2 separate regions of the Mus musculus genome follow, and region 1 is linked to region 2. A link is a contact called in public promoter capture Hi-C data. All regions are on one chromosome and are shown on one strand. The core of a region is the stretch at or near the end of the contact, and the rest is flanking DNA. Distances in the headings are between cores, read along the strand shown.

Region 1 (6,443 bases), core at 25-2,524, 220 kb before region 2:
GTGCTGGTCTGTCACCTGGGAGCTCCTAAGAGCGAGCAGCAGGCAAACCTACCTTCAAAGCTGAAGCCCCCAGGACCACCGAAGAATGCCTTGAAGATGTTGTTTGCATCAAAATCTGGTAATTAGGAAGGAAAGGGCAAAAAAGGGGGAAATCAGAAAGATCTGAGGAACCTGATGCAGAAGACTTCTGAGGCTCACTCTGCTCTTCCATTTCAGCCTAGATGTTAGCAAGCCTCTCCCCATGTCAGCCAGGCAGAACCTGCTGACCCTGCTTCTGGGATCTGTGCCCTTCCGGGTGAAGTCTAGAAGGGAAGCTTCCCCTGCCTCCGAGTGGGCTTCTTACCTAGCTAGGAACGCCATCTGCATCTGCCCTCCTATAATGCTGGGGCCGTGCTGAGAAGGCTCAAATTCAGTGTTACCAAAGCCACTGTACCAGTCCTGGAGACCCTGACGCTTTAGTCCAGGTCACAACAGTTCTGATGGCTCCTGCCCTAGCTCATTTTTTTTTAACAGCCTATTTATTGGCTTATGTCGCTGGCTGAGTACTTGTAGACCTCCCCTCTGGGGTGTCCCAACCCAGCTGCCCCGAGGGCAGAAGCCTTGGTAACTTCAATGGGGGCTTTTCTGGTACAGGGACCATTTTCATTGTAGATGCCCAAACCAACTCACCGCCCATATTCATGCCCTCCTCATCCAAGTCCTGTCCACTGTCATAACGAGTCTTTTTCTTGGGATCAGAGAGGATGGTAAAGGCCTCTCCCACTTCCTTAAACTTCTTCTCCTCCTCCTTCTGAACTTCGGCACTGGCCCCACTGTGCCGATCTAGAGGATTCAGTGAAACCAGGGACACAGGAAAACAAAGTCTATTATTGTCCAAGTTTGGAATGTGGCACCTCCCACAGCCTGTAGGACAGGGAGTCCAGCACCCCCTCCTTCCCACTGAAGAGCGATCTCCTGGGTGCCCACTGCATCTGCGCTGTGGGCTCTGCTGCACCTCCTCCAGCGCTCACCTGGATGGTGCATCAAGGCCCGTTTCCGGTAAGCTTTCTTGATCTCGTCCTCAGAGGCATTCTTGTCCACTCCCAGGATCTTGTAGTAATCTTTCCTCTTGCTCTTCTTCAGTTCCAGCTGTGCATTCTTAAGGAGCTGTTTGTGTTCTGGAGGGAGAAAGGCAGCATCAACAGACAGCCCAGCTGCCTGCCTAAGGGGTAGAAACTTTGGTAACCACAACAGGGACTCTTTTGGTGCTTTCTTCTGAATATATAGGAAGTGAGACTAACAGGGAGGAGACAGAGCCAGAACACAGGTGCCTGAGCCCCTCCCAGGAACTGCTGGCTTCCAGGCTAGTGAGCAAATGGAATGGTCCTAAGTGCTGCGACCAACAACCGAGAAGACCACAGCCCCCCCGAGCAACACGTCTCTGCCCCTTTGTCCTCGTACCTTTTGTTTTCTCCGTCTGATACACTTTTTCATAGTCCCGCACGGCTTCTTCAAACTGCTCTGTGTCCATGTAACTGAGAAGGAAGTACAGGGTAATACAGCACTCAGACATAAATAGTAACGGCCTGTGGGACCTTCTAGGGAGAAGGTATGGCTCATGCAAGAGATACACACTTTTGGTAGGATGTTTCATCAAACAGCAGAATCCCTTATCTAAAGAAGATGAATGAACTCTCAGTGCCTCAAGGCTGGCATTGCACCCAGTCAGCAGTCCCCTGCTCTAAGCAGGCAAGGGCTAAGGAGGAGTTCTCGGTGTCACAGCGCTGCCCAACAGCAAAGACACTGTGACAGCACCTACTTGACTGCTCTGAACAAGAGAAAAATGACCATGTGAGACAAACTGCTGTGAAAGAGCTTTGACACCTTCCGTGCCAGACATGCAGGGCCAGTTCCAACCAAGGCTACAAGTGGGGTTAGTTGAGCCACTAGAAGGATCAAGGTCAGGGTGGAAGCTGCTGACAAATGCTTCCACTAAGATCAATCCATCTCAGAGGTAGAGGTGAGACAGAAGAAGGGACTCGCAGCACAGTCTTGTTTCTATTTCCATAGCACAAAAGCAAAGAGGAAACTCTGGGCCAGAATGAGAAGAGTGCCTGGAACAGGCAGGGTACCAGGACTCTGGAAGTGCTGCTTCCCACAGAACCACGTGGTATTCGAACCATGTGATGGCACCAAGATTGATCTCTCCATCTAACAGACACATCTGCTAAGAATGGGCAGAGTCAACACAGTGCAGCTAGCTGCTACACCCCGAGGCGGTCCACACTTCCATCACACTAGTCCATCTTAACGCACATCAGCTTTGGAGACCAGGGCAGGAAGACTGATACCAATGTGGCTGGCCAAAGAGAAGTGTGATAATTAGGCTCTCTGAATTTCTGGAAATACATTCATTCATCTTTGACTTATAAAAAATAAAGCACACATAGACACACACCCCCCAAAACAATGTCCAGTCTGGGCATGGTGGCACAATGCCTTTAATTGTAGAATCAGGAGGCAGAGACAGGAGGATCTCTGAGTTCACGGCCAGCTTGACATTGTGAGACTTGGTCTCAATAAAACCAAGCCAAATAAAAACAAAAAACACAATGCCCTGCAGACACAGGGTAACTAGGAACATAATAGAGAACTAATTTACAGGTCAAAGTGTCAGATAATCTGAAATACAGTAATTTAACACACATTGCCAGGTGGTGGTGGCCCCCACCTTTAATGCCAGCACGCAGGAAGCAGAGGCAGGTGGATCTCTGTGAGTTTGTGGCCAGTCTGGTCTACATAGTGAGTTCCAGGACAGCCAGGGCTGTATGGAGAAACCTGTCCCGAAACAAACAAACAACACCGAACCTGACATCTGAGTGATTGCCTTGATCACTAGGCCTCTACGTAGCGTAATAAACAAGTACCAGGGCACTGACTTGCATTCTTCTGGTTTTTTGTTTTTTTCTTTTTTGTGATGAGGTCTTTCTCATTCTGTAGCCGAGGCTGAACTAGAACTTACTTTGTAGTCCAACCTGGCCCTGAACTGGCCATACCTTAGCTTCCCAAGTACTAGGATTGCAGGTGTGAACTGCACAGGAGGATCTGCAGTATTTCACATAAACTCAAGAAATCTTTCCCCATCTCTTAGGGCTTTGAGAGAGGAAGAGCCGGAGCCTGTGCTAAGAGACAAACAGCTCTCATCTGTTGCACTTGAAGGCTGAGCCCAGCTGGATGGTGGTCAAGCAGATCAGTGCCTCTGGGGACCACTGCTACATTCTCAGCCCACTGTGCCCAAGTGTCCACTGCCCCACACTGGGGTGGAGTTTCAGAGGCAAAGACACTCAGACACAAAACAAGGAACCGTCAGTAAAACTTCTCATTTTTGTTGACTGTAAACACACACACACACACACACACACACAACACACACACATCCTATTCTACTGTCTTCTAGCAAACTAAGAATGAACAACTCTTCATGTTTCCTGTTACCATAGTACAGAGAATTGGGGCTGTAGGTGCCAGAGGATTCTGTTCTTTTGCTGTTAGAAAAAATTGCAAGGAATTCTGTACATTTTGTGTTGCTTAAAGCCTTCAGTTGGGTCAAAGGGTTGGGTTTTTGTTTTGTTTTTTAATTAATTTAATTTTTTGAGATATAGTTTCATGCAGCCCAGACTGGCCTTGAACATTTTGGGTTTTTTTTTTGAGACTCACTGTGTGGCCCTGGCTGTCCTGGAACTCACTTTGTAGACCAGGCAGGCTGGCTTCGGAATCAGAGATCCGCTTTGCCACTGGTACCCAAGTGCTGGGATTAAGGTGTAGGTGTAGGCCACCATGCCTGGCTGAACTGTCAATTTTTAAAAATCTGGCCAGGCAGTTGCGGCATATCCCTTTAATCCCAGCTCGTGGGAGGCAAAGGTAGGTGTGTCTCTGTGAGTTTGAAGCCAGCCTGGTCTACACAGTAAGTCTAACCCAGGACAGCCAGGGCTATACAGAGAAACCCAGTCTCATAAAACATAAACAAACAAATACATTTACTGTGTCTGTCTGTGTGCTCGTGTGCTTAACTATACAGTATGTGTAGAGGTCAGAGTTCATTAACTCTTGGGAGTCAATTCTTTCTTTCTAGCACATTTGGTCCTGTGGATGGCACTGAGGTGGTCCAGCCTGGTGGTGGTAGGCTCCTTTACCCAGTAAACCATCTCTCTAGCCCAGCCCTGGACTCCTGATCCTCTGACCTCCCTCTTTAGTGTGGGGATACAGACACGTGACCCCATTTGTAGAGTGCCAGCTACTGCATCTGTGTACGCTAGGCAAGCGCCCTACCAATTTCCATTCTCTTCTGTGGGGTAAGGGGCAGGGAGACAGTAAATCCAGGCCCTCAAACATGCTAGGCAGGGTCTATACAATTAAGCTATATCTCCAGCCCAAGCTTCCATTTCTGTGTGACAGTGCATATGATTCTGGGCTGAATAAGGGCTAGTCTCTCAGAACTGATAATACAATTCACGTATGTTTTCACTGGACAGACTTAGTCATCCACTTTATTATTTTATTTTTTCTATTTTTTTGTTTTTTCGAGACAGGGTTTCTCTGTATAGCCCTGGCTGTCCTCGAACTCAGAAATCTGCCTGCCTCTGCCTCCCGAGTGCTGAGATTAAAGGTGTGCGCCACCACGCCCGGCTATTTTTGTTGTTGTTGTTGTTCCACTTAATTTTATTAAAAAAAAAATCACACATACCAGCAGTTCTTATATCTTAGTGGTGAGGATCTGAGGGGCTCTGTACTACTGACCAGGAAGTTTTGGCTCAAGCATTAGTTAAGTAGTGCTTGTCCTGTGGACTTTTACAGTTTATAATTAGAAATAAAATGGGCATTGGAAAAACGATAACCAAGAACTTCCTTTTCCTTTAGGATCTCTAAAACCAGTATCACTGCTCCAGGCTGAGACAGGGGTGGGGTGGGGGACCCCACAGGGCTGGGGAGGTAGCTTGGCATGTATACTGCTTTCCTAGCCTGTATAAAAACACAATAAAGCTGTACTGATGCTGGCCTCCAATCCTAGCACTTGTCAGAGGTGGAGACAGGAAGATCAGAAGTTCAATGTCATCATCACTATCTACAACAGAAAGTCTAGCAAGGCCAGCTTAGTCACTTTCAAGAAAATGAAACAACAAAACCAAACCCAGGAAGTTCTTTGCTTAGAGAGCAGGAGGAAATGAAATGACTTGTTCTGTCCACTGAGCCAGGTGCTAAACCCAGACTGGTGTGTGAATGCTTCTGTGGGATCGAAGGCTCACACTCACCAAGGAACACATAATGGAGACGGGAGGACTACCTTGAATGTTGGTGTTCACTTTCCACTTTGAGACAGGGCCTCTTTTTTAGCACTGTATAATGCACCAGGCTAGTTGGCCTGTGAGCTGCTGGGAACTCTCCTGTCTGTCTGCATCTCACTGTGGAGGAGCTGGGATTACAGACATCAGACTTTATGTTGGTTCTGGAGATCTGATCTCAGGTCCCCACTGGGCTGGCATCTCCCCACCAGTTCAGACTGGTTTGGAATTCATTCTATAGCCCACACTGGCCTTGCACAACCTTACAAGTGCTAGAGTTACATACAGGCTATGTCCCCACACCTAGACATAGGTGTGTCAGAAGACACGCTTTTTGAGAGGTTTAGTCCTTGGTACTGTTCTGTCTGAAGAAAATTCTGTGGAGGATGGATGATGAAAGAGCAAAATGAACAAAAAGGCTGGGCAGCATCTGGGAAAAATCCGGACAGGCACGATCCTTTTCACAGAGCCCTCTTGGCTCTGAATACTTGGCATGAACTATTTATCCTGGGTCTATCAAAGAAGAGTATTTCTTTAATATATATATTTGCACCACTGAGTAAGTGAAATTGCTTTCAACTGTACTCTCCCTGCTCATGGTAAACAGCAGGCACTCCTCAACTGTAAGAATACTTTCTTCTTCTTCCCTCTTCCGAGCACCACACATTCATTCAACAACACTTACTGGGCAAGCACAGACGTGCCAAGCACTGTGCCAAGTTAGAGCAGAAGTGAACAACACAAAAAAAGTCTCAAAGGAAATGGACTCATATGTTAATGAAAGGAATTTGGGTCAGGCATCAGAGGAAACTTACTGACCGTGAGGGGCGTTAGACACAGGCATGGGAGACTGAGGGAGCGTGTGCAATCTCCTCCGCTGGAGGTCTATAAAGATAGTCTAGGACTGGAACAATCCCACCTAGAGGCAGGGGGAAGGACCAAATGACCTCACAACATCCCTGGGTCTGTTTTGTCAATCACAACGCAATTCCCCTAGTTAACCAGTGGCAGCCCCCCTGGCTCCTCCAGAGCACTCACCACTGAGCTCTTCTCAGGTAGGCTTTGATGTAAGTGTCATCGAGCTTCACCGCATTTGTACAGTCTTCTATGGCATCTTCCAGTTGC
Region 2 (6,865 bases), core at 954-3,453:
AACTAGATATCATATGAGGCTTTGGACTGGACCCTGGACTGGAGGGACACTTGTGAGTCAGTTGACAAATGGATAATAGAGACAGAATAGTAAGTAAAAGTTTGTGTGAATGTTAAACACACTAAATTGAATAACTGTATTGTGACCCTGTAAGGGAAGTTCATGTTCTTAGAACATACATGCTGAGATACTCAGGGGAGAGATGTATGTAACTTACTCGCAACTAGAAATGTGTGTGTGTGTGTATGTGTGTGTGTGTGTGTGTGTGCATGTGTACGTGAAGGTATGTGTGTGTATGTGTCTGCATCTGTATGTGTATGTTTGTATGTGTGTGTATTGTGTAACTATGTGTGTGTGTTGTATGAGTATGTGTGTATGTGTGAGAGTGTGTATGTGTGTATGTGTACATGTGTACATGAAGGTGTGGGGGCAGGAAAGGGAGAGAGGAGCGTGAGAGAGATGATGATGTAAATGAACCTGAGCATATGAAGGGGGCCTTGTTGTACCTCTGCTGCAACTTTCTGCAAATTCAAAATTATTTTGAAATAAGAAGTTAAAAGAGAGTAAAAGTCATGGCTGGGAGTGGTGCTTACCTACAGCCCATACTGGGGGTGGAGTGGAATTGATGCAGGAGGATCCCCAGTTTGAGGCCAATCTGACCTAAATAGTGAAACTTTTCATTTCTTTTTAAATAAAGATTAGTTTCTATTTTTATTTCTGTGTCTGTATGTCACTTGTGGGTGGATGCCTGTTGAGGTCAGAAGAGGGCTCCAAGCCCCAGGTTACTGTGAGTTTCCTGATGTGGGTGCTGAGAGCTGAACCCAGGTCCTCTACAATAGCAGCACGCTGGCTGGTTTTCTATCAACCTGACACAAATTAGAGTCATCAGAAGAGGGCGCCTCAGTGGAGAAAAATGCCTTCTTATGATAGGTTTGGGTTGTAGGAAAGCCTATAGGGCATTTTGTTAATTAGTGATTGATGTGGGAGGGCCCAGCCCATTGTGTGTGGGGCCGCCCCTGGGCTGGTGGTTCTGGGAGCTATGAGAAAGCAGGCTGAGCAAGCAATGGGGAGCAAGCCAGTAAGCAGCATTCCTCTATGGCCTCTGTATCAGCTTCTGCCACCAACTTCCTGCTTTGTTTGGGTTCCTGTCCCGACTTCCACCAATGACGAACTGTGATGTGGAAGTGTAAGCCAGATAAACGGTGTTCTCCTCAATTCACTTTTGGTCATAGTGTTTCATCACAGCAATAATAACCCTAAGACAAGCAGGAAGCGCTCTTAACCACAGAACCAACTCTCCAGCCCCACGGTGAGACTCTTGTCTCAAAGAAGGTAACAGCCGCAACCACAAAGCCAATCAAAACCATGTGCGTGAAACACACATTTCTACGATGCCGGGTTAAAGATCAGAACACGTGTCTACAGAAAATTAAATGAAGAAGTCCTCAAGAGGGCAGGGCCTAAGTGTGGCCAGTGTTTGTACCCACCTGGAGCTGTGTGGCATAGTGCCCCAGCTTGATCTTCAGCAAAAACCCATCTTCCCCCACCTGGTGCTCCGCCTTCTTCTGCAGCTCCTGCACCAGGCCCTCCAGGAGCTGGGTGGCCTTAATGTTCTCCTGTGGATTATCAAGATCTATTGAGTCCCTAGGGGAAAAAAATTACACAATCTGTATACATACATGCATAGGAGCCTGTACACATGCAGCCTTTACATACTACATTTGTTTTGTGGGTGCTGGGATTATAGGTGTGAGCCATCATGGGAGTCTGGAACGTGATTTCTTCTATAATTCACGGGTTAAGAAACACCCCGACATAAGTTGGCTAAATGTCTACAATGCCTGACTCTACAATTCTTTTAGCTGAGCTTTACACTTCTTTCTCTAAATACTCCTTCCTCCCTTCCCTTTACTGACTGACTCTGATATTAACCCACCCCCTCCTAGGAATAAAGGGAATAAGGGGTCTTCTAACTTCCAGTTTATACTCGTATCTCCAGGGTATGTGGGACAGGGTATATAGTTCTGCATGTTCTTTCCAACCTTGACTGGCTCCAGGCCCCCAGTCACTGCCCTTCCTAAGGGACCCTGGAAGGGAGGCATCAGGACAGAAGATGCCTACAAGTATTCACACCCAGGAGAATAGTCTGTCATCACTGCAGATATGGGACCTGGAAATAACACTGACTCCTCCAGTGAAGGCGAGAAGCCAGTCCCCAGACCTCGTGTCATCCTGAGCTGTTCAGCTGGTGACAGGGGTTGGGTCCACTTCCTCCTTATCTTCTTTCTTTTTGTCCTTAAAAGATTTTTGTCTACTAAGTTAGGCAACAATTGCTGCTGGGTAATACTTAAGTGACTTAGCACGCTGACAAACCAAACAGCTGTCAGGCTGAAATAATATCTAATTACTGCTGACCAGGTCCACAGCCAGGGAAGAGAGCCAGCGGCAGCTAAAAGACAGCCACCCACAAATCCCTGAAGTTAGCAAGTGGCTGGTGGCAAACAGCTAGGCAGACGCGCACCAAAGCCCTGAGACGACCTTACCAGAGACCACCCAACCTGTGTCTGGAAAGGGTAGGGACAAAGCCAATTTTTAGAAGTGTATTCTCTATGGGTTGAAGAAAATATGTATGAAGTGGAAGGCTAGACGGGCTGCAGGCACAGCCTTGCTCCTCTGTTCTGACTGGGAGCCCACTGTTGAAAGGATCTAGTCTTTTTTTGTTTGTTTGTTTTTTCAAGACAGGGTTTCTCTGTATAACCCTGGCTGTCCTGGAACTCACTTTGTAGACCAGGCTGGCCTTGAACTCAGAAATCCACCTGCCTCTGCCTCCCAAGTGCTGGGATTAAAGGCGTGCGCCACCACTGCCCGGCTGAGAGGATCCAGTCTTTGAACAGAACACAGGAGTCTGGTTCTCAATTTGGACTCAACCATAGCCTACAATCAGAGACTTCATGACAGCTTCAATACGAAGAGCTGGAAACTCTTCGGTGATATCTCTATTTCTCTATGGGGAAAAAACAAAACCCTACCTAAAACCCACGTTTTCCTTAATATCAACCCCAATTTCCCAAAGCTTATTCAATAAGTAGACTACTCAGGAGATCTGCTGGCTGAAAGCCCATTTGCCTAGGACTGTCTCGAGTTCCTAGGCTTAAGTAATTCCCCTGCCTCAGCTTCCTGAGTAGCTGGAATTACAGGAATGCGCTGTTGTACTCGAATAAACGAAAGTTGGCTTTTGTTCTCTCTTTTGTGGTATGGAGCCAGTCTGCTTAGCTGGACGAATGCTCTACCGCTGATCTAGCCTCTAAGTGAGATTTTTAATCAGCAGAAACTTCCTATTAATGTTTTCCGAAATCTCCCAAATCATTAAAACAGAAAGAAAAGGAAAAGGACTGGACTAATTGAGGTGTGTTTGATGTTCTCATATTTAGTCAGTTTTTCCCCCTCTTAATTATATGAAGCTGGGATTTTTTTTTTAATTGCCTTCCTTCGGCAGGCTTGTTTCTGAACGGAGCCTTGCTAACAAGCTGTAGCAATTACTGTAAGGCAACATCTCCAGTGGGTAGGGACAGCCTTCTCCCAGCAGCAACAAGGCTGGCTCTCCAAAGAGGAGCTCACCACCCTGGTCAAAGCCTGGCTAGTCTGATGAACTTGTGATGAACTTGGACACTCACGGACAGACTGAGGCCAACGACGGGCAAGCTCCCTGCCCTGCACGCTGCTGGGCACCGCTGATGGCTGGTGAGGATGCGGCAGGGCTGAGGAGGCAGCCGCTCAGTGGTACAGCTGTCTCGTGTGTTGTAAGCTTTGTCCTAGCACTGCACGGTAAGATGCATTGCTACTGAACTGTGTTATACCGATCTAACAATTTTAAAGCTCAAGTATATAATTCATAATAGAGATAAAAATGTTGGCTAAGTCAACACTGAAATGTAACCATTATTAGTTTTTAAAAAGAAAAAAAAAAAAAACCATTTAGTGAGTTCCGGGACAGCCAGAGCTATATAGTATGAGACCCTATCTCAGAAAAACAAAAAACCAGAGAGCTATGAATGTTTTGATTATTAAATCAATATGTTAAATATCTGATTTATAAGATATAAATTTCAGCACATGGGAGACAAAGGCTGATCTTGAGTCCAAGACTAGTCTGGTCTATATAGTGAATGCAGGCCACTCATAACTACACGGTGAAACTTTACCTTGGGGGGAAAAAAAAAAGCCAGGCATGGTTCTTTCTTGCCTTTAATCTCAGCACTTTTGAGTTCCAGGACAGCCAGGGCCTGTCTCAAAAAGTGAGAGACCTTGTCTCAAAAACAAACAAACAAACAAACAAACCAAAACAAGGCAAGCTCAGAGGCTGGAGAGAGGCCTGTGTGGTTAAGAGAGCTTCCTGCTCTTCCCGAGGACCTGAGTTCAGATCCCAGCGGCCACACCAGGTGGTTCGCAACCACTTGAAACGCCAGCTCCAGCTGTTTTCTGGCCTCTGCAGATAGGTGCCCTCATGTGTACGCATCCATACACAGACGTGCACATATATACATAATTTAAAAAACAACAAAAATTAAAACTCCAAGAATTATTTCGTCTCCCTGCATCTAAAAGAAGGCTGAATACCTTTTTATGAATTACATGAAGATTTTCAAACAGCTTTTCTTGGAGACAGGTCCTGAGGGCTGAGTCTAGAGCCTCATGCCTGTACTTTACCACTGAGCTACACACCCAGCCCGACACACAGAGCTCCTCCTCCTCCTCTTCCTCCTCCTCCTCCTCCTCCTCCTCCTCCTCCTCCTCTTCTTCTTCTTCCAAGATAGGGACAGGGCCTCACTCTGCAATTCAGGCTGGCCTCAAACTTGCAACCCTTCTGCCTCAGCTAGGATCATGACGGTTACAGGTGGGGACCACTAAGCCTAGGTTACTCACAACTTTTAAAGTCTCAGTTAGAACATTTTTCTCATCAAAGTTCAATATCCTCGTACTTCCCAAAAGATGATCTAGAAGCTGTTCACCTACCAGGCTTGGCTTTCGATCCACTGTGATAAATAATGTCGCACCTCGATGGGGAAATGCTGGCCGTACAAGGCCTGCATCTGGTGAAGGGCATCGCCCTGGAGCTGCTGAGCCTGTATCCACATAGCCATGGTTCACAACCTGTTAAACAAAGACCTTGATTTATTTGTTTGTTTGTTTGTCCCCATTCCCTTCAAAGCCACTGGAGTAAATATGCACGGGGTTTAAAAGTGAATGAATGCTTTCTCTCCTTTTGGTACACTAAAGGTCAAATCTTTAAAAATTTTTTTCTTTATTATCGTATGTGATGTGTGTGCAGGCGCACACGTGCCGCGGTGAATGTGTAGAGGTCAGAGGATGACTTTATGGAGCTGTTTCTTTCCTTGCATCTTTATGTGGGTTCGAGGGATCAAACGCAGGTTGCCAGGTTGCTCGGTAACCGCCTTTACCCACTGAACCATCTCAGCTACCCAGGATCAATATTCTCGAACTGACTTCCAGCTTTGTCAGGTTTTCAAAATGCAGACACTCAGCATGGCCGTGGGAAGGGCCCCAAATGGACCTATGAAGCATAGACTATTGCAGCAGAACCATCAAAACCAGCGGCATTCAGGAAGGCGTCGCCAACAGCTTTAATATCCTAGACCTGGTCTTGGCGTTTGCTTGAAACCGCCGTGGGTTATAAGCATCCTTTCCAACAGTCATCGTGAATGATCGGCGGAGTGAACTGAAAACTAACTCTAGGTTTGGTATTTGGGTTTTGTGAAATGGAAGATGAACAGGAAGATTTGAACAGGATCTGAAAGACCGGAGAATCTCGGGACAGACTGAGGCCTGTGTGTTATCTTAGTGGCTTAGTGGCCATTCTTTTACCCAGAGCAGAGGCTTATCAGGCCAAGCTCCCCAATGTTCTTTCACCTCTGGAGTTACTGCTATGGAATTTGCACATACATACAGTTCAACACAGAAATAGTATGTGTGGACTAGGAGAAGAATGGATTGCTGTGTGACAATGGTGAGCGGCAGGGCTGGTTTTCTGTAGGGTTTGTTGTTTCCTTTTGTAATGGAGATTGAACCTATGACCTGGGCCATGCTGGGCAAGAGCTCCATGGCTGACCTGTATTCCAGGCCCCTTTTGGACTTTCTATTTGGAGACAGTGTCTCACTAAGTTGTGTAGGCTGACTATGCACTCGCTCTGTAGCCCAGGCTGACCTTAAACTTTTCATCTTTTTTTTAAAGATTTATTTATTGTTATATGTAAGGACACTGTAGCTGTCTTCAGACATGCCAGAAGAGGGCATCAGATCTCATTACAGATGGTTGTGAGCCACCATGTGGTTGCTGGGATTTGAACTCAGGACCTTTGGAAGAGCAGTCAGTGCTCTTAACTGCTGAGCCATCTCTCCAGCCCAACTTATCATCATTTTATTTTATTTCATTTATTTATTCATTTTATATTATTTCTTTTTTGTTGTTGTTTTATTTTTTGAGACAGGATTTCTCTTGGTTGTCCTGGAACTCACTTTGTAGACCAGGTTGGCCTCAAACTCAGAGATCTGCCTGCCTCTGCCTTCCGAGTGCTGGGATTAAAGGCCTGTTCCACCATGGCCCACTAAACTTGCTGTCTTCTAATTTAACCTAAGACTACAGGCTTGGCGCCACTAGTCCCAGCAATAGTGAGATTATCTGTTTTTTTTTTTTTTTCTTTTTAACAGGATCTTGTGGTAGAACCTTTAATCCCAGAACTCAGAATGTGAAGGCAGGAGGATCAAGAATTCAAGGCCAGCGTGGGCTTCCTGTGACTCTTTCTTAAAGAAACAACATCAAAACCAAAACAAGCTGCACCAACAAAAA

What was found. Capture Hi-C pulls out chosen DNA fragments and counts their contacts.
Region 1: a promoter capture Hi-C map of adipose tissue shows a contact between it and region 2, with 2.8 times the contacts expected there. The contact joins two enhancer-like sites. A contact is called at or near these places in 5 of 484 Hi-C or Micro-C datasets (B cells, embryonic stem cells and granulocyte-monocyte progenitors), 4 of 115 datasets of contacts at active chromatin or transcription factors (effector CD8 T cells, embryonic stem cells, fibro-adipogenic progenitors and 1 more) and 4 of 9 other capture datasets (adipose tissue, liver, macrophages and 1 more).

Annotation. Positions count from the first base shown.
Region 1 is chr11:100,583,542-100,589,984 of GRCm38.p6, forward strand. It overlaps Dnajc7 (DnaJ heat shock protein family (Hsp40) member C7), which reads right to left. Exons shown (of 14, transcript NM_019795.5): 9 at 6,357-6,443; 10 at 1,441-1,514; 11 at 1,011-1,157; 12 at 670-822; 13 at 53-115. It also overlaps a transcript of Cnp not described here. Among named protein-coding and RNA genes, the nearest start is that of Cnp, 12 kb to the left of the region's middle. Within about 2 kb of position 1,275, at least 88 of the 459 cell types and tissues checked have an H3K27ac peak or open chromatin away from gene starts, as enhancers often do. A contact at or near this core is called in adipose tissue and granulocyte-monocyte progenitors, where this site is marked.
Region 2 is chr11:100,803,383-100,810,247 of GRCm38.p6, forward strand. It overlaps Stat5b (signal transducer and activator of transcription 5B), which reads right to left. Exons shown (of 19, transcript NM_001113563.2): 2 at 5,014-5,151; 3 at 1,488-1,644. The coding sequence starts at 5,141. Among named protein-coding and RNA genes, the nearest start is that of Ghdc, 36 kb to the left of the region's middle. Within about 2 kb of position 2,204, at least 64 of the 459 cell types and tissues checked have an H3K27ac peak or open chromatin away from gene starts, as enhancers often do. A contact at or near this core is called in adipose tissue and granulocyte-monocyte progenitors, where this site is marked.